Regions from separate parts of the Gasterosteus aculeatus genome. Here region 1 is linked to region 2. Evidence: chromatin contacts called from public Hi-C data. All regions are on one chromosome and are shown on one strand. Each heading gives the region's core, a stretch centred on a gene start, on an enhancer-like site or on the middle of the called end of the contact. The rest is flanking DNA. Distances are from core to core; before and after follow the strand shown. Region 1 holds the start of edn1 (endothelin 1). Region 2 has its middle 7.9 kb from the start of hivep1.

Region 1 (5,921 bases), core at 2,638-5,137, 52 kb after region 2:
TCATTCCGGCGGATCCTTCAAATGTGGTCTGCGATTTGGAGGACGCTTCCCATCTGATGCACCCTCTGCGGCCCAGCTTATCCCATCATTCATTGCGGGCCGATGAAAATCAACGATCTGCTAGTGAAGCTTGGAAATATGTTGTATTATCTTATGGATGACTGGAAAGTGTTCTCTTAGCCCAAAATCTATCATGCTCAAGAGGTAAAGCATATCATAGTAAATTAAATGAAATAAGGTTACCATCTCTATCTGCATTTTATACGTTTTCGAGTTACAAGGCTTTCATTGTCGAGCGCAGCGGGTTGCTAGGCAACCACAATGGTTCAGCCTTTGCGGTCGTTAAAGGACCCAGCCCACGTAGCACGCATTGGCTGGGTCCTTCGGAGGATGCAGCCGCCGCATTGGGACACAGCTGTGGACCTTTTTTTCCCCCATGGAGAAAAGTCACTCTGGTTCTTTCTGCCCCGCTGCTGCAAGCGACATACATATTCATGTCAGTGTGTGAAAATATAACAAAATAAGAAAATATAAAAATGATCTCGATTTTTTGCACACGTTTCAGGGGGTGGCGCGCCCTGTTACAGTGGTAGAGGAAACACTGACTTGCGTACCTGTATACGAGCGAGTTTGCAAGCACAGACAACAAGTAAACAGGATGTGGATATGTGGTTTGGTAGCTTCTTTTTCAGCAGGTAGAATCAGGGGAGTAAAGTTTCCAGGATGTTACTTTAACACTTTTGCACTGCATTACGTTGAGGCTGGTGGAACATATGAGTCTACGTTGAATATTTGTTGAAAGTTCCTGTTATAACTTTGGTTGCAAAGAGGCTTTATTGTCGTGTGTGTTAGAGACGGGACATCCCGCTACCTTTTCTCCCGTCTTGCAGTGACGTTGGTCTGGTGTCATTAGATCCCTTCACCAAAACCACTTTGTTTAGGGTGATCATGGTTTTGGGCTAAAACAGGTAAGTGAATCCCAGAAGTTATCTGCGATGGAGCTTCCAAACCGGCAGAGACGCTAACACCATTAAAGGAAACGCTTACAGTTGTATTTCCTTTTTATATTTTCAAGAGTACTTTGCTAACTATTGTCTTTATTACAGCATTGAATCCCTCGCTCCTTGGTTGACTGTTGTCCGCAACAAACAAAACAATATCCATGCAAGCAGGGGGAACATGTGCCTCTCCATGCAAGCCAGATCCTGCAAAGAAAACACAGGAAACTAGATGGCGTAACTATGTAAGTTTACTTTTTGTTGTGGTTGTGCACATGTTCATACTGATCAGTAATGTGAACTGAGTTCAAATACTCCGCAGTGAGCTGCAGCGAGACAACTCCTGCTTTACTCGTCATTCTCTAATGTGATCAACAACTTTTCCCAGGACATTTTCCTCAACATTATTGCATGTACATCAAATACTATATAGTACTCCAAGTTATTCAATGTCTTCTTTATGACCCACTATATTAGTTTTTTTTTACATGCGCACAAAAACGCTCGCAATCTCGTCTCCCAACATCCATCCATTAAGCCTCCAGTCTCCTCATCTGTCACTTTGATGTGTGCGTGTGTGTCATTGTGTGTCTGTTAAATAAAAACCTGCTTGGGACCCCGTCACCTCTCCAGATCGTAGACTGAGCCGTCCCGGGCACATTCTCATACCCCCTCGCTACGGTCGAAGCCTGGTTCCCTGCAGGGACCTGAGCCCCCGGCTGGCTTTACTGTAGTCCAGCCGTAACGCCGTTTCATTACCGTTTTATTTGTGTCCTGCTATCCTGAGACTGGTTTTGGACAAACTGTACTATGAGTTGTCTTGATTGCATACTATCATGTCATTTATATTGTGTCTTTTTTGACACCACATTTCTTAATTATATTTTATGGTACAATATACATGTTTTTAGCAATTTTAAATTATATAAAAGCAGTCTATCATATTGTTTATTCATTTTGACTGAATCATTACGCTGTGACGTTTATTCCAACAAACTATAATAACCGTTTTATGGAACTTCGATGAGATACTACAAAATTACTTATTATATTCCACTTCACGTGGCATTTTTACTAGGACTTTTTGAAACGAACTATAATGACATTTGACATTTTTTTTATAATGTACTGTTTATGAGATTTTTATGATATGAAATTGTTCAGGAGGAGACAACTGTGTGCCCATTAAAATGACACCACTTCATTAAAAGCCAATCAAACCGATGGCACTTACTTGATGAATAAATAATTATATTAGTTTTACTGGTACCACCTACAAGAAAAATATAAATAAATCCTCAATACGTGAACAAACACTGTCAGGCCGTCAATGAGGGAAACCTGTCTTTAACAAAGAGTTCTCCCCCCTCCTCAGGAAGCTGCAGCAAAGCAGAGAGAGCCCCCTAGAGGCCGTGGTCTGCTAGTGCTGAGGAAACAACAACAACAACAACAATAATGGTTTTGTTTTTTAAAGCGCTTGGAACCCAAAGACCCTTTACAATGTATATCCAAGTAAAGGAAACGTACTGATAAGAGAAATAGACAGAAACACTCAAAAATAATAAATAAAATACATTTTTAAAAATCGAACTGGAGAAAATTGGACAATGACACATCACGTCAGCTCTCTCATTCTATCTGCTGTCTCCTGTCCGTCTCCTGTCCGTCTCCTGTGAGCTCTGGACATATCGGGCCTCAGAGAGCTTGTTTTTTGTATCATTAATAAACAGAACAGCAATTGTGGAACACAAGGTACAGCGCAAAAGGGGCCTTATATTGACTCAAAATGGTTAACGTATGACAACAGAATCAGTTCAAATGAATACTTCCTAAAGTACTTTGATACGTACACATGTGCATTTCAAGCACTGGCTGATGCCTCTTGATTACCCGTTGAAATATGAAATCTCCAGAAAGACGACGTTGCATTATCTATTCTGGAGACAAAGGGCTCCCTCTACAGGCAGCACGTGTGCACAGAGGCGATGGCTCTCTAGTTTGACAGCATCCCTGCCTTTGAAGGGCTGACATGCCTTTACTGTTGCAAGCCAGAACATCTACAAGGTAGTATTTTAGCATTTTGATATTCTATTTTCACTTCAGGGGCATATTTGATGCACATGCGAGAATTAACGGGAGACCCCAGCTAGTTATTAGTTTGTTTGGAACCATTGTTTAATCACGAGTATCTTAAGAAGTCTCTAAACTCAGCCAATCTTATTATTATAGCGTTTAATTGTATTTTCTCTTTCCCACCTCCTCTCTGTATTCCTGGACAAATTCAATGTTGTACATTTTGCAGTAAATGGCTGCTCTTTAGATTTTCCCTGTTGTTATATATATATATATATATATATATATATATATATATATCCCCTTTATTACATTTTTAATAAATAGAAAAATATAAAGTTATCTTATATCGTTTGTCTTCCTTGCTAAATAAGTTTACATTCTCTCAACGTTGAATACAAACTCCCCTTGAGCTGTACTCCGCACTGCTTCTTCAGTACTAATTAAATCAAGCACTTCATATCTGTGCTTCGTACACTTTATATTTCTATAACACGTAAACGTCCCTGTGCACAGCAGCGGTTCAGACATCCGTCCTGTCGCTCTGCTGCCACCTGCCGGCTCAGAAGTGCAATTCCAACACTAGAGTCCGACAACATACAGGTCGCATCCACCCAGCCGGGGGTCCTCCATCCACCCAGGCGGGGGTCCTCCATCCACCCAGGTGGGGGGTCTTCCATCCACCCAGGCGGGGGCGGTTCTCCATCCCCCGATACGGATCCGAAGCCCACTGGACCTGCTCAGCTCGGTGTCACGGCCACTAACAAGCTGCGTGTCTGCGTGTGAGCCCAAAGGACACAGCTGCGCGCCGCTGCAGGGGAGGGAGGGAGGGAGGGAGGGGAGGGGAGGGGGGAGAGCTGGTGTATAAAGTCAAAGGGCTGCACATATGGGCCACATTGACAGAGAGCCTGCCGATCAGAGGAGCATCACCGGGTCCCTTTGCGTCGGACTGATACACTGGATGGTTATTTTGGCCACTACTGGAGGATTACTCGCTCTCTCGAGGACTGGAGTCATGGACATGTGCATTTGGATTTCCGCGTTGTCACTGATGCACACCTGGATTATCTGCGCAGGTAACTTTCGACCTATTTAAACCCTTTATTACACCTTCAGTTTCACTTCAGCTCACCCCTTTGGTCTGATACCACCTGTGTTACTTTTCCACTTCCAATGTGAATCATGGCCGCAAAGCATCGTGAAATACAGTTGGGTCAAAATACGGGGCATTGTTTTGATCCCGATCATCTTGTTTCAGTGCTGTCGGCGCCCGCAGCGCAGACACCCGCTGCCTCCACCGACGCGCCGCCGCGGCGCCATGTGCGCAACAAACGCTGCTCCTGCGCCACTTTCCTGGACAACGAGTGCGTCTACTTCTGCCACCTGGACATCATATGGGTCAACACTCCTGAGTAAGTCCACAGCAACGGGTCCAACACGCGTCTCCAGTGGAGACACTTCAGAAATACCGGACAGAAGATTAATGAGCAAATATTCAGTATCGATTAATTGGAGGCGATCTTTTAACTGCAAATAAAGCAAAATGATAGTTTTCTCTTGGTGCGTTTTGATTTATAAATGTATAATATTGGAGTCTCGTTGGTTTTAACCTGCTTCTGTCCCCTTTGCGTTCAGGCGCGTGGTCGCGTACGGACTGGGCAGCGCTCCCCGGACGAGGCGCGCGCTCGCGGATCCTCGCTGCCAGTGTCTGCGCCAAAACGACGTGACCTGCACAAACTTCTGCCAGCTGGAGAGCCCCCCCAGGTACCAGCCCCCCCCAAACCCAGCTATCAGCTCCTCACGCGCCTCGTGCACAGCAATAAGACACGCGCGCAGCCACGCTAGAAACGAGTCGGTGCGGCACCTGTCCGTGAGACCGGACCCCTCTTCTCACCGCGGGGGGGTTTTCTCTGTGTGATCGCAGGTATGAGACGGACACGGCGATGCGCGCCGCCGAGGCCGGTGCGTGTGCGGGGCCGCAGTGCAAACTCAAGCTGGCGGGCGACACGGACACGATTAAGAGGTAAGAAAGTCTCAAAAACTGTTGGCAGAAAGAAACGCTCGTGTAATTAGAAAGTCACTCCCTCTCAGGGAACTTATTCCGTTTATTTATTTTGCATGGTGAGCCTGCAGAGATTAAGACACAGGCAGGACTTCCAAGATGAAGTCTAAAGCAGGATATAAAACCCTGAGATTGAAGAATAGAAGACTAGAAGACTCAGTTTGAGTAATGTGGGCTATAGAGCACAAACACCATTAAACATTAAGAAGAGGAGGGCCATCAGCTGGCAGCAGAAGGAGTGTGTTCTTCATCCATTGGCCTGAACGCCGGTGACGGTCTGCTGAATACCACCCGTCCACAAAGGCGGGCGTAACCTGGGCGATCTGGGTGACTGACTGTTTCCCGTCTGTGTGTGTGTGCAGGATGAAGAAGGGCAACAAGCAGCGGGTCTCGCCTCCGGCCATCAGGGCGGCCCCGAGTCTGCTGCTCAAGAGGTGGAGGGAGAGGCAGCGCCACCGGTCGAGGGCGCGGGAGGGCGAGCGCGCGGCCCTTCACTAAAAGCCCCCGCGGACAGACAATGAGAGCCTCACGGCTCAGAGGACGCTCATCTCCTAGGGGGTCACTGTCCCCCCCCCTTTGGACTCATGGGACAAATAGTATTTCAAAAGGGACATTACTGGAAGGACGTTGCAGGAAACGGAAAGCACTGCGCTGTGTATGGATGAAGGCGGTCCTGCTTATTATATTTCAAAATGTAATTGTTATACAAGATATAGTGTGTAATCGAGTGGACCATGTGCCTTTGTGCAAGGCACTTTACCACTGACTGAAACTAGTCTAGCTGTGCT
Region 2 (5,832 bases), core at 720-3,219:
TCGACCCCACTTTATAAAAGTAGGAATCAAAATATTGAACGTTGCCCTACAACACTGCCGGGTAATGTTGTCATTACCTTACGCAGTGACGCCCTTCCCACGGCTCTGGAGGCTGTCCTTGCCGACGGCAGCCGATCATTGGCTGATACCGGAGGCTCGTCAGCTGCATAAACTCACCTGTGCTGCTCCATGGTCTCCCCCTCTGCGGCTGACACCCAGCCTGCTTCACCGTGCACACCCCTTTACCTCAATGCACCGTGGACATGTGGTTAAACGGCACACTTGTTTTAATAAATCGCCCCAGCGTTCCGTGAGTCCATAGAGTGTGTTTATAGATGTTTGTGGCTTTCGATTGCTAACTGTTCGACTCAACCAGCCAAAGGAACACTTCTTGTGATGTCGCGATGTTTCTTTTTCTCACTGTCGGGTCCAGTAAGTGGCGGTTCTGTGGGCAACAGTAACAAGGAACAGTGGATGGAAGTCGGTTTTTCTTTGAGTTCATAGATCACAATGAATCCTTGCCTGGAAGTAGATGCACGGCATTTACTCATTGTGTGATTTCAGATGTTAAACCTTGTTTAAAACATTTTTGAAAGCGGAGTTGTGCTCAGGTGTGTATCGTTAGAAACGTATACATGAATATAAACATCAATGTCATCGGTAGTGAGTGAAACTGCACAAGGGCAAATGCTACCAGTTGATTGATTGGATTTATTGATCTCTGTTTTATAAACCATCGCTCATACATTATGGACCACTTATGATATTAATATTTCTCTTGGATGGCAATTTCCTAGTATCATTGTTCTGATTAATATTGTTAGCAGGAGAAGAGGATGCTTTGATATTATTGATATAACAACATTGTGCGCTTGGGAAACGTCTAAACCAATCCCCCAATTCTCTTCTTCCTCTTAGAAATATGCCATGGGTGGGTGGGCAGATTGTGGGGTAAAAATAAAGAGCAAGGAGAATGAGTCACCATTCCCTCCATCCCAGTCTGGATATAAATACACCCTCATAAACATACGCGTACTCGTACGCGGCGCCACGCGTGGCTGACGTTACATAAGCTGGAGCGTGGGAGGTGTGATGCGAGGCATGATTAATTCATCGGTGTGGGACTCGAGTGAGGAGTAGCTCTTAAAAACGAGCCCCCACCCCCCCGAACGTAGCTGCTGTTTGGGTTTGAAGTTGATGCTCCGTCCTGCGTGGACAGACTCTGAGAATCCGAGTGTTGACAGAGGCTCGAGTGAACTGACAGTCGGCCCGGAGGCTGCGGCGCCGAGCACTTATCAACCCTGACAGGAAGTGAAGCCAAAGATCAGGTTGTCATAGTATTTGAGCAGAAGTGGAGACGCGAGGATGTGCTGAGAAATGTCCTCGCCGTTGAACCAAGGATGGCGTGCGTGATGCGTACATTTCAATTAGAAGCCACGCTGAACCCATGTTTTTCTTGGTACTTTCTAAATAGCTGACGGAGCCAGCCAACACGGAGAACTTAATTATTCACCAGGACCTGTGTTTGTGTCCACCCGTCCCAGAGACGGCCAACAGTGTCTTTTAGCAAGGTAAAAAAAGAATAAACCGTGAGCTGAAAGATGCCAAAATGCAATGAGCCGTGCGTCATTGTACACGAGGAGACACAAACAGCTGTCTCCTGACCTGTTGTTATTTGACCCGGCCATCTTCGCTTCGTCCTAGTGTGGACTTTGCCTCTTTTTTCACCACGTTACCACATTTCCTTGGAGTCAGCACTGCACTGGGTTGCTATCGTGCATTTTTTAAGCCTGGCACCACAAAATTGAACAGCATTTTCCAGAGTGTTTGTAAAGATTGAGATTTTATTTTTGACTGGATATCATCTCTTCCTGACTAATGAAATAAAAGCTTTGGGGGGGTCGGATGGATAAATGTGTAAAAGAGTTCCGGCTGACATGTGTTTCTTGTTTCCTCCACAGGGGGCGATAGAGAGCTAAATAAAACCAGTGACTGCTGTATGATTCATGGTTTTCCACTTCAGTCAAAGCAGTGGTACTTTACCAGAATGAATGCTTCATCATTCGAAAAACAATTTACAACCTTACACCTTTACTTGTCTGTAACTGGGTGGATGGGGAAGCCGCAGCTTCAGCGGCGATGAAGCGTGACAGCTGCCGGCATTTGATTTTGATTACAGCTAAACGATTGAAACGACTTTTATTCCCACGTCGTCCGTCAGCAGCGATCAGACTTGACTGTGAAAGAAGATGTTGATTTGGTCCTTGGAAGAAAGTCGGCGTCCGAAGTTTTAAAGAAAGCATCTGAAGTATTCTGCGTGACCTTGACAGTTGTGTTAAGTAAGAAGTGACCTACTTTCACACTGAATTTCATAAGGGAACAAACAAGTAACAATCATATTCTCCTGTTGATGTCAGATGTTTGTCGGTTAAGGGACGACACCGAAGTGAAACAAACCAGTTCAACCAGTCAACTGAAACAAAACAAATAAACCACACACATATAACAGCATGCATAGCGCTTGAACATTTAAAATGTTCTAGTTTGAGTATGTTTCCTTTTCTGTTGTATCTGTTCTGCGCAGTTGGAGGTAGAATAAATGACGGGGTTTATGGCGACTAACGGCAGATGAATGGGGCTTTAATGTGACACAAACATGCGCGTGGGGGTGTGAGGTTATAAACGTCACACGCGCGAGGCATTGACCTCGCAGCACTCAGCGAGCAATTAATAGATCAATACATCTGACCTCCGGATGTCTTTACTGTTTACCCTCCTCTGGTTCCACAGGCTCACAGGGGCAGCAGAGGGATATTAAGTGCTGCATGTAGCTCATAAATCAGCTGATGTATGAAGCACCAGGCGAGCTGCATCCTCTTCAGCAAAGCGTCTGTCTCTTTCTTTCCTCTTCCTTTTTTTCTGTTTTCTCAGTGAAGCATCGGAAAGTAGAAACAATAGAGCTGACTTGATTCTTTTTCCCCTGTTTTTTTTATTCATTCCTTTTTCCCTCCGTCTTCTTCCCGAGGATGTTTTCCAGCACTTCAGAGTGCAAACAAGTGGAAAGGATTTTAAATGTAAAGGGATGGAATAGTTACATAAGAAGTGAACTCGGAAGCGTGCACTGGCACATTGATGGGTCTTGACAACCCGTAGGTGCTTTGTCACATTGGAGATGTTGGTTTCTCATGTGCTGTTTTAAAAAAAGAAGTAGGACATATGCCAGTAAAAAGCTTCATTCACTTTCACTTCTCTATTCCCACGGGTCAATACAATCCTTTTAAAATGAAATAATGAGAATCTAAGAAATGTAAGACACAAAGAAATGTTTCGTAAATTAATCATTAGTACTTTTTTTTTCTTTTCTATTTTAATGATTTGTAAACCCAGTAAGAACTAACACACTTAGTCTAACAAGGCCTCATAGGCTCTCTAGCGTACTTACTTAATCAATAGTGGCGTAATGTGTGTGTGTGTGTGTGTGTGTGTGCGCATGGGTGGTCCCTGCTATTCTGCCTAAAATTGTATTTTCTTACATTTTATGACTAAAAAAGTATTTTATTTAAAATGACATTATTTTTCAGTTCGAATTCTCTAGTTGAAATGCTACTTTGTGTATACAATAACAACAACAATAACAAACACAGTTGCCAGTGACTTAAATCCCTTTTTTCCCCATTTTGATGCTCAGCCTGAACTTCAGTAAGTTGTCTTGACCACGTCTACCTGCCTGAATGCATTGAGTTGCTGCCGGCCGCTGAGTGTATATATATATATAGTTGTGGTATGATGCGTTTTCGGAGGTATTGTTTTTTCGCAGGGGGCAATCTCACAAGTAGAAGACAACTGTGTGTTGTGGATTTGGGGGGGAAACGTTCCTTTTAACTAGCATTCCAATAATAAAAAATTCCTCTTCTACTCCACCCTGGGATGGAATTATTGAATTTCTCTCCCCACATTTACTGTCGTATAAACAGACACTCGAAGCACTTTCCCTTATTAGTGCAGCCCGGCCTCACCAACACCAGGGACTTTTCCCTCACGTGGTAACGTCACTGGAAATGTTGACACCTCACCAGCCCGCCCGCCCCAAAGAAACACTCCCCTCCAGCATCTGGGTTTTTGCGTGTCCGGCCTCGGCCCCCCCACATCCCTTTACGCGGCGATGTCCTCGGCGTCTCGCTCTGCAGGCTCTGCGCCTGCAGCAGAATGGAAACTCGGCCGGGCCGTCGTAAAAATCCACTGGCACCAAGTGTGTGGCAGTGACTCCACCCACGGCCGGGCTGCTGGACGTGCTTTAAAGAGTGGCTGAAATAACCTTTTTCCCTTCTGGACAATAAGTAGGTCACATGGGAACGGTGGGGGGAAAATGTCAGTGTGTGTGTGGGGGGACGGTATTTTTCCTAAGGGCTCATTTTGCATGGCATTGAGAGCCTGCAGGGGCAGAGCAACCTGTTGAAAAAGGCTGTTCACCTCAGCCAGCCCCTCTTCTGTTTCCGAGAAGCAGCGCTGCGCGTGAAGCACGTCGGGAAAAGTGATTTTCTCGGCAGTGATTAGTGTAAAATGTTCCACTTCAGCTCCACTGATTAAACATCAAATCCACATACGGTGCGATTCTCAAAGTTGGGCCTTTTTAAAAAGTGTCTTTTAGCTTGAGTGGATTTCGGCTCTAACCAAGAAGATCCACACAGACAAATGTCCATATGAAGTAGGTCTAAATCTGGGCTTTCTTCCCCACACAGTCACACACAGGCCTTTGCTGTTTGTATCGTTGTGCGCTGCATTTGCCTCGAGGTGAAACAAAGTCAGCTGTCTTCCCATCATCACTGCTCTGCAGCCATGATGGACGACGTGGGATTACCGTCAAATGTTCTCCCACGAAGGGCCAACAACAGTCAAGGCTGGTCACACACACACATTGCTTCCTTTTTATATTGATGAGTATCTCTGGATCTGTGCCCGGCCGCGTGCTTTGACCCCTTGATCCCAGCGTGCCGTGGAAGACGTCTGCGAGAACCTTGTGAGTTCATGGTTTCCCTTTTGTCTGCCTGGCACTGAAACATGCGATGCACGTGTGAACAGATTATACACACGTTCCCTTTACACGCCGGATTTCATTGGCGGAAGCTTGCTGATTTGAAGAACCACTGGAACCAGTTATAAAGAATGAAAATAAAAACACTTGTGTGCAACTTTCACAAAGCAAAGTAGTGTTTTTATGTGAATGCTCACATCATGACGCTGCTAACATGCTAATGTTTATCGGGTGTGATGCCAACACTGTGTGTCACCTTAGTTTGGCGTTTTCGCATGCTGACATTTGATGATTCCCACTAAACAAAGGCTGCAGCTGGTGGGACTGGCATTCATTTTGCAGAGTTTTGGACATCAGGAAATTTCTACTCTGATGTTGGAGCTAAATAGAAAGTTACAAATCACTAACGGGACATAAATCCATCCATCCATCCATCGTCAAACCGCTTATCCTGCAAACAGGGTCGCGGGGGGGCTGGAGTCCATCCCAGCCAACTTCGGGCGATAGACGGGGTACATCCTGGACTGGTCGCCAGCCAATCGCAGGGCCACGGGACATAAATGTCTGAGCCAATAGCTGGCTCAGACAATGGCAATAGTTTTTGTAAGGGGTATTATTAAAACGTAAAATGTCAACCTCATGGTGATGGTTAGAGGGAGCTTTACATTCAGTTGGATTCATCCTCTGGGAACCATGAATGTCTCTTCAAAAGATCAAAGCAATCCAGTGAGTATGGAAATATAGTTTAACCCAGAGGTCTTCAACGGGGGGTCGCAAACATTTTTTTTTCCCCCCACAAA

Evidence for each region. A called contact is a pair of places that touch in the nucleus more often than the background predicts.
Region 1: a Hi-C map of liver shows a contact between it and region 2, with 16 times the contacts expected there. The contact joins the promoter of edn1 here to the enhancer-like site in region 2. A contact is called at or near these places in 6 of 6 Hi-C or Micro-C datasets (blood and trunk muscle, liver, skeletal muscle and 2 more).

The regions. Positions count from the first base shown.
Region 1 is chr10:4,124,094-4,130,014 of fGasAcu3.hap1.1, forward strand. edn1 (endothelin 1) reads left to right here and starts at 3,888. Exons shown (of 5, transcript XM_040187992.2): 1 at 3,888-4,147; 2 at 4,330-4,483; 3 at 4,707-4,835; 4 at 4,996-5,094; 5 at 5,496-5,921. The coding sequence starts at 3,958. The coding sequence ends at 5,631. The region is part of intron 2 of LOC120826063 (a long non-coding RNA gene); the gene reads right to left.
Region 2 is chr10:4,073,557-4,079,388 of fGasAcu3.hap1.1, forward strand. No RefSeq gene overlaps it. Among protein-coding and RNA genes, the nearest start is that of hivep1, 7.9 kb to the right of the region's middle. Within about 2 kb of position 1,970, at least 3 of the 9 cell types and tissues checked have open chromatin away from gene starts, as enhancers often do. A contact at or near this core is called in liver, where this site is marked.